3 separate regions of the Mus musculus genome follow, and all the other regions are linked to region 1. Evidence: chromatin contacts called from public promoter capture Hi-C data. All regions are on one chromosome and are shown on one strand. Each heading gives the region's core, a stretch centred on a gene start, on an enhancer-like site or on the middle of the called end of the contact. The rest is flanking DNA. Distances are from core to core; before and after follow the strand shown.

What was found. Promoter capture Hi-C pulls out the DNA fragments that hold promoters and counts their contacts.
Region 2: a promoter capture Hi-C map of the 3T3-L1 cell line shows a contact between it and region 1, with 8 times the contacts expected there. The contact joins the enhancer-like site here to the promoter of Ubxn2b in region 1. A contact is called at or near these places in 5 of 39 promoter capture datasets (the 3T3-L1 cell line, 3T3-L1-derived adipocytes, hippocampal neurons and 1 more) and 1 of 115 datasets of contacts at active chromatin or transcription factors (astrocytes).
Region 3: a contact with region 1 is called in a promoter capture Hi-C map of second pharyngeal arch cranial neural crest, with 5 times the contacts expected there. The contact joins the enhancer-like site here to the promoter of Ubxn2b in region 1. A contact is called at or near these places in 5 of 39 promoter capture datasets (the 3T3-L1 cell line, 3T3-L1-derived adipocytes, embryonic stem cells and 2 more) and 1 of 115 datasets of contacts at active chromatin or transcription factors (astrocytes).

Annotation. Positions count from the first base shown.
Region 1 is chr4:6,189,671-6,192,370 of GRCm38.p6, reverse strand. Ubxn2b (UBX domain protein 2B) reads right to left here and starts at 1,266. Exons shown (of 8, transcript NM_026534.2): 1 at 1,158-1,266. The coding sequence starts at 1,241.
Region 2 is chr4:5,129,685-5,132,384 of GRCm38.p6, reverse strand. No RefSeq gene overlaps it. Among named protein-coding and RNA genes, the nearest start is that of Bpnt2, 340 kb to the right of the region's middle. Within about 2 kb of position 1,399, at least 53 of the 459 cell types and tissues checked have an H3K27ac peak or open chromatin away from gene starts, as enhancers often do.
Region 3 is chr4:5,073,294-5,075,993 of GRCm38.p6, reverse strand. No RefSeq gene overlaps it. Among named protein-coding and RNA genes, the nearest start is that of Bpnt2, 280 kb to the right of the region's middle. Within about 2 kb of position 1,428, at least 2 of the 459 cell types and tissues checked have an H3K27ac peak or open chromatin away from gene starts, as enhancers often do. A contact at or near this core is called in second pharyngeal arch cranial neural crest, where this site is marked.

The DNA of each region.
Region 1 (2,700 bases), core at 17-2,516:
TGTGAGCCCAGGGTCCTATAAGAAAGCAGGCTGAAGAAACCTTGGGGAGCAAACCAGTACGTAGCACCCTTCATAGCCTCTGCATCGGCTCCTGCCTCCATGTTCCTGCTCTGACGTCCTGTCTGATAAGGAACTGTGAGTGGAAGCATGAGTCTTTCCTCCCCAAGCTGCTTTGGTCATGGTGTTTCATCACAGTGACAATTACTCTAAGATAACGAGCTAACTGGCTCCGGGGTCACCGGAACCAACCAGTGCTCAATTAATACCATTAGAATTCTGCATTGGCTTGGTCTGTAAAGCTGCTTTACAAGCCTGTTTCAAATCTGAGACCTTTCACAAAATTTGATAGCACACAACAGTATCCACTACTACTTCTGGATTTGATGTCCTATTTGTATCCACATTTCCCAGAGCTTCAGCACAAAGTTAGAATGGCAAACGGTCAGTACGTCTGGTTACAGAATGAAGACCTGCTATAAAAATGCTCTGTCAAGGTTTGCGAATCCAGGCTCATTTATTCTGAACTATAACCCCTAATATATGTTTAATCGTTTGAGTTTTATCAATGATTTCATGAGGAGATAGAAAAAAAAGGCTAAAATGGACAAGCAGTATTAGCATCGGACAAGTGTTTAGCTAATGCCAGCATCCTAACATTGCTGAGTTTTATTTCTGTTAAGCTGTTTTGTGAACTCTTTCAAGCGAGCTGTGACCAAAGCCTGAACTGTTTTAAGCTCTCCCCTGCAAAACCGCAGGCTTTTGGAGAAGAAAGTGCTTTTAATGTATAAATCATCAAACGTGAAAAAGCATCCAGGAGAACAAACCAGCACGCGTCATTTTTAAAGTTACTTTTTTAGTGATGGCTGATTTATCACTGGCCACAGCAACTCCCCAAATGCAGGCAGCATCAGCTGGGAGGCACCCAGATGGCTCGGCAAAATGACATTTGCTTTGTGCATCCAGCGTGAAGGGAACCCCTGTACCGCCGCCTGAGGCTAGGGCACAGGATTCCACACGCACCCCTCCGCAATGCGCCTCCAGGAGAGACCCTCCAGTTCTCCGGAGACAGGCTCAGGTGAGGTACAAAGTGGCTCTGGCCCGCGCCCGCCATGCCCACGCCCTCTCGCCCGCCGCCGCCGCGCTCCATGCCTGCGCACCTGTAAGTCCCGCGCACTTGGGGGCCGTGGCCTGGAGGACCCACGCTCCTGCTCCTCCGGCTCCGCACGGCCACCCTCCGCCATCTTTCACCCGCTTGCGGCGCCTGCCCCGGACCGCGACTTCCGGGGTTGGTTGCTTAGCGACTGTGGAAGGGGCGGAGCCACTCCGTGACTCCCACTGCCTTGGAGAGGGGGCGGAGCCGTGCCGGGTTCGTGGTGTTCCTCCGGGCTCCTTTTCCCCCCACCAGCCGGTGCGCACTCGCTGTAGGGTTCCGGTCCGCAGGGCTCGCCAGTTTTTCAGTTTTTGAGATCTCTCTATAGTCACCATTCGACTCGCTGGGAGATGCTGTAGGTTGCCTTTAGAGCGCAGCGTTGTCTTCCAAGTTCATTTAACTCAACAATGCAATATCTTAGCAGATGAACAACTCCACCTTTCATTTCCCCTTATCTGTCATTTTCCCTTATCCAGGATTGGATGGTAAATTAGTCCTTCTGAGTGGATCCGTATTGAGGATAGGAAACACGGTAAAGCTTTTGGCAATGAGAATGGAGACTCTTAAGCCATCTTCTTTTCTGCTGGGATTGACTTAACTCTCATCTTAAGTCCCAGACACTTACACCTCCAAGAATTGCCTCCCAAGAAAAAAAAAAGAAGCCTTTATGAAATTTATAAGCTAGGAAGGGAAAGAAAGATATAAGCAGGTAACAGAGTACACTTTACTTTGCAAAGAGTATTTATTACTCGCGGACTGTATGTGAATGGAGAATACTCTCTTGGTGCCTGTTGTGTGTACCATGCTAGGTGGGAGCCTACAGCCTGCTGCCTTGGCTGTTCTTTGAGTTTCGAGCACTTAAAAAAAATAAACAAAAACAAAAACTTATGAGGTAGAGAAGATGAAACTGAGAGGTCTGCAACAGACCTTTTAGAATTAAATCCACATCTTAGCTACTTTTCTTGGTTGCCCCTGGTATGTAGATACAGCCACACAGGCTTTCAGGTTTCCCACGAAGACGCTAATCACATGATTGTTTTAAAAAAAATAAAATGTGTGTCCTTTTCTCCTGAAAATTTATTTAGTTCAGTTTTATTTTCAGCTTGAGACTCAGAAGGCAAAGGATAATGGTCCCTCTCCCCAGTTCAGTTAACTCAACAGTGCTCCACTCATATTGCTGAGTATGTAATGATGTACTTGAGCGAGGCAAATGATAATTAAACTAGAAACTAGCAGTACAAGTTACCAAACCTTGCATTGCTGTCTTGATACACATTCTGCCTTAAAAATTCCCATCATGTTTTTGACAAGAAATGACCTTTTAATGTTGGGCCTTGAAGGAGAAGAACTTTTCACAGTTGTTGGGCCAGGAAAGACCACAAGTAAAAAGTCACAGATAAGTTCTAAGACAGATAATGGAAACATCTTACACATGTCAGCAAAATACTACCTGGTTGTTTAGAAATGATTTTTTTTTTTAGAAGCGATTATGAGGTGGTCAGAAAGAGCCTTAGACTAGAGTTTTGGGCTAAGTTAGATTCTGATGTGTA
Region 2 (2,700 bases), core at 150-2,649, 1.1 Mb after region 1:
GGGGTTCCTTATTGAAGAGGTTCAAGATGACTGCCAGAGCTACAAGATAAGAATGAGGAGTACAAAACAACATCCTCCAGATAATACACGGCATTACAATCATGAACTTCCAATAACCTTGAATGATTTTACTAGTCCTACACGTAAGAGGGCCTTAAACATCCTAACAAGGATGAAGAGGGAATCCAGAAGCCTTTTCTCTCACTGCTCAACACTTCTGTATGGATAGACTCAGGGAAAGAGGCAGTCAATACTTTCAGTTATGCACCTACTGGTGACCCTCACCAAGCTTCAATAGATAGTCACAATATAGTTGTTATACAAATAGTTGAGTAAACTAAACTAGCCATACTATAAACCAGAGGTACAGAAAAGTCATTCATCTAGGAAATGAGCAGGTAGGAATATGGGGTTTCAGGGTCAACAGGGGTGGGAGGGAGGAAAAAAGAGGACACAGGGGCGAGAGTATCCAGAATGCAGTAAAAAATAAAATGATTTAATTTCATAGAAGGAGACAACATTTAGTAATTTGAAGTATTAATTGCTTGAAACATTTGCTTCTTTTCAAGGGATTGGGTCAATGTTCGGCTGTACTGTGACTTCTTTTACTTTGTAGCGATAAACCCAAGTTTCTGTTGTGCTGTAACTTCCTTTACTTTGTAGTAATAAACCTAGGTGACAAAAGAAGAGGGGAGGAGATGAGTATAACAGCTCAAAAAATATTAGAGGAACATTATAAAGTTATAATGATTAAAGATGGAGGTTGAGGATATCACTTAGTGGTAGGACCCTCCCCTCATGTGTGGTACTCTGATTCAATCTCTAGCACAATGGGGAAAGAAAAGAATTTTGTACTGGCACAGGAATGGACATGCAGAAGAAACCATGAAGACACTGCACAGGCTGAAACACAAGGATGGAAACAGTTTCAAGGACACAAGAGATTCTTGCTGAATCCAGAATGTACCAGTCTATTCCCTGGTCCAGAATACATTGGTTTTAACAGTTGTAGTATCCTAAGTCAATCACTGACAATGACAGGTCACCCTTATTTGACTCAAATTTATAATGATTAAATTAAAATCTGTGCTAGGAACATTCCATTGCTTTTTCTCAAGTTTTTAATACAATGCCAGAGCTGTTATTTCACCTTCCATTGCATAACATTTATCACTCAGAAGAATCTAAGATTCTGTGAAGTATGTAAGTTACAGAAGATTAAAAAAAAAAAAAATCCCTAAATCTTAGTCCTCAGTAGAATGTACTAAACACATCCTGCTTTAAGGGACGGGTGAAAGGAGCTCTGATGACTGTCTCAGAAGCCTGTTTCCCCCTCATACTGCTGGAGACACTGTGTACCTTAGTGTCGCTTTGATTTATTACATAAGGGATATTTTTGGTTTCCAGAACTCAGACTGACTCAGTCTTACACAGTTCAAAGAGAAAGCACTCAAAAGAACTGTTGTGGTGCCTAAAGGCCTTTTCTGTAAGAAACTCAGGAGATAGCTGGCTGGAAGTTTCCATGAAAAAAAAAGTAAAAAGAGTCAATGTGGTTTGGCAAGAAATGCCCGGAAAATATGAAGCAAGGAGCAGGAACACAGTGTTAAAGTTGTGGTTGTTTGTGAGAAGAAGAGAAAATTATGGCATGGCCAAGAGTCTTCCAAACCAAACAAATAACAGAGAGTAAAACTCGCCTCCAAGACTTCTAAATAAATCCACTATTCCCTTAACAACAACCTTTCTGAACCATCAAGTTTAGCTCTAGATCACCTGAAAATTCTACAAGTCTGTATTATAATAGTGCATTTATGGTTTATATTCACAGGTTTCCTGCAACTTTCTGTATTTGCTGCAAGCACAAACTATACCAAGCCTGTGTTTAACTCTAAGGATGTAAATAAAAATAAAGTATACACAAGAATGCCTATATTTATAGGCAAATACTATTTTGGATGGGACAGGAGGAAATAAAGGCAAGAAAATTTAGAAATATCATAAATCTTTTGCCTGAAATGATATGTTATAAAGAATACACATTTATTTTGACTTGTACTTGGTATGGTTCAAAACTTATTGTAACTGACCATGCAGAGCCGTGCTATTTCAGACATCAGAAATACAGAGCCCACAACTCTGGGTATTACCCCTTTTAATATCTCAGTTAACTTTCCCCTGCAAGGTTTCCTTGGGCTGCCTCATGACTCCAACATTTTTAGTTCAGCAGTTCAAAATATCTCTTCCATCTTTTTCTTAACTACAATCCTTCTAGCACCTCTCTGCCTACCTGATAAAAGCTCATGTGTTCCTTCAAGGGATTTTGAACTTCCTTGCTCCCTCAGTTACATTTCCTTAATGTTACAATCATCCATTGATTTTCTGCCATCCCTACTAGTCCGCGTGCTTCTCAAGCGCAGTGTGGCTCAGTCTCCTGGGAATAATTTGAAACCCCAGAGGGATCCAGATTCATGGGCATGATCTTATATAAGCACTTTGTAGTGTATTGAAAATGCTCTCGATTTGAGCATTCACCCAGTTCTGAGATCAGGATCTCTCTGGGCCTGGTTTGATTTTGTACTGTCAGAGTGATTGTCTCAAATCATAAACCCCATGTCCATTATGTGGAGAATATTTGCCCTTGCTTGCTGAACCCAATCCTTTGGTTTAGATATAGTTTGAATGTTCCTACCAGCTATTACTGAA
Region 3 (2,700 bases), core at 179-2,678, 1.1 Mb after region 1:
ATGGGAACTTACCTCTGTCTTCACCCAAAACCCACTCTGTATGTTCTTTTCCTAGGCTTTTTACCCTACAAACCTCACACAAGAGATTTATTGGGAGGGAAGAACCCAGGAAGGTGGCTGCCTTGCTGTGATAAGCAGCAGAAACGTGAGCAGAAGACAAGGTTTATGTACATAAGGTTTCTTGGGAGTGGTCTCTCCAGGATGGCCTAGGATTGGAGGGGTTATGTGGCCTAATCTTGGGACAAGACAGGAATTGGTGAGGTATTTTTTTCTGTAGGGCAGACCTGCCCATTCTCCTGCCTTAGGGGCTGGGAACTGTTAAAGCTGTTAGGGAATAGCAGTTATGGCTTTTAGAAAGGGAGGGTGATGGTGTGGTCCAAACTCATGTGGATTGTAAGGAGGATGAGTAGCTGGGGGAGGGAAGGGCCAGGATGCTAGGATGGACTTTGAAATGTATAACTGGTACTTATGATCATGAGGGAGCTTGAAGGTCTATGTGGGCTTCGATAGTTTGTTAGGCACACACCACAGACAGCCTTATGTCCCTTCTGCCAGAGGTAAGAGTAATCATTCTCTCTGGCAGATGGGAATTGTTTTTCACAAATTTCTGAGGATTGTTGGATTTTATCTAATGGCCAGAAATGGCTCTGTAGTTCTTAAGTATGTTTCTGGATATATATAGTTTCTGAAATCTAAGAATATGGCAGTCTTTTAAGAAGTAGATTGTCTCTAATTTTAAAAAATAGGATTTTTGTTTAAGTTCTTTAAGGCATCTGTTTAGGAGTAAAAACATTACGTGTGTGTGTGTGTGTGTGTGTGTGTGTGTGTGTGTGTGTGTGTGTGTATACAGGAAGCAGATCCACCTCTGTCTCTGTCTCTGTCTCTGTCTCTGTCTCTGTCTCTCTCTCTCCCTCTCACTCTCTCCCGCTCTCTGGTCTTTTATAGAAAGCTACATTTTGAGGGAACAGGAGATATAATTCAGTGGTTAAGAACATGCACTACTCATGCAAATGACCATCCAGCTTTCTACTCCTAGCACCCACATGTTGGCTCATGACCAACTGTGATTTAGTCCCAGGGAATCTGACTCTTCTGGCATCTGTGAGCACATGGAATGAATGTGGTGTGCATACACATGTGTAGGCAAAATGCTATACATTTAAAATGAAAAGAAATAAAATCTGTTTTTAAAAAGTTATACTTTTTAGGGACAGGGGATAGAGTCTCAAAGAGATCCCTCTGCCTCTGCCTCTGCCTCTGCCTCTGCCTCTGCCTCTGCCTCTGCCTCTGCCTCTGCCTCTGCCTCTGCCTCTGCCTCTGCCTCTGCCTCTGCCTCTGCCTCTGCCTCTGCCTTCTGCCTTCTGCCTTCTGCCTTCTGCCCTCTACCCTTACCCTCTGCCTCTGCTTCCCTAGTGCTTGGATTAAAGGTGTAAGCCACCATTCTTAGCATTAGCTGAGATTTGGGGTAAGGGCATTAATGGTTGTCAGTTAAGAGCTGTTTTGAACCATGGTGACATTACTCTGCTTTTGAGAGCTACACTCTCCTTCAGTATAAAAATTTACTCTGGTCCCACATAACTGGAAGATGAACTGTACCTATTTTTTATTTCTACTTCTTTTGTTTAGGCTAAAACCTATTTCTACTTTGGACCTTTCTCTTGCTTCTAAATAGGTCGTGTAATAAAACAAGCAAATGCCAGGAAACAGTTCAGCTCTTTGCAGTTGTTAAGTATGCAGGCCTCCCAGCTGCCCCATGAAGAAGGTGATGTCCTGATTATTTGACTTTTGCTCTTTAACCTTCCTAGTAAATTCTTTTGTCTGTTCTTTGAACATTGCAGAAGGGAGCAATCAATCATAGTGTTCACCCCATTTTAAGAACATAATCCTTTCAAGAAACTATAAAATCATGAACTGCCTCTTTAGAGAAACTATCATGCAGGTCAGTTTGAAACTTTTCTTTGTATTTTAGCAACTATTCCTGGGGTGGACAATTTAAAAAGTGTCTAGGAAGCAAACCCAACCAGAGCCTGAATCCGAACTGGAAAATAAGAACAAAGTACTGTGTGTGTATGTTGTACATTTGTGCATGTGTCCATGCATGTGTATGTATGAATTATATGAGCGTGTATATAATCTTGTGTAAATATACATGCTCCTGTGTGTGGGCACGTGCGCATGCGCATGCTCGTGCCTGTGCGTGTGTGTGTGTGTGTGTGTGTGTGTGTGTGTGTGTGTGTGTCTGTCTGTCTATGAACGCACACTGTTGGCAGAATGTCAAGGCCATTTCTCCTCATTTTTTGACCTTAGGCAATTATAGTCCCCTCCATTGGAGGCTCTTTTATTCCCATTCCTGTTTTTTCCTTTTAGCAATAATATTGTATTATAACAACTCTTAACAATCCCATCTTACTTCTTTAATATAAGTTACAGTGTATGTGGGCTAATGATTACCTGAAATTATTTTTCTATTCATTTCTATTTATCTGAAATTATTTTTCTATTTTATTGTCTATGATCTCAATGTTCTCAAAATATTCCAAGGTGACAATAAGTGAAAAGTGGGGGAGGAAAGGGGGAATTGGATTTTCCCAGTTTTGAGGATTTCATTGCAACGAGGAGGTGAAGCTAGTTTTGTAGTCCTTTTGTCTTTGTACTGTGTTGTAGAGTTGTGCTCACAACTTAAACAAAACACTGAGAAAT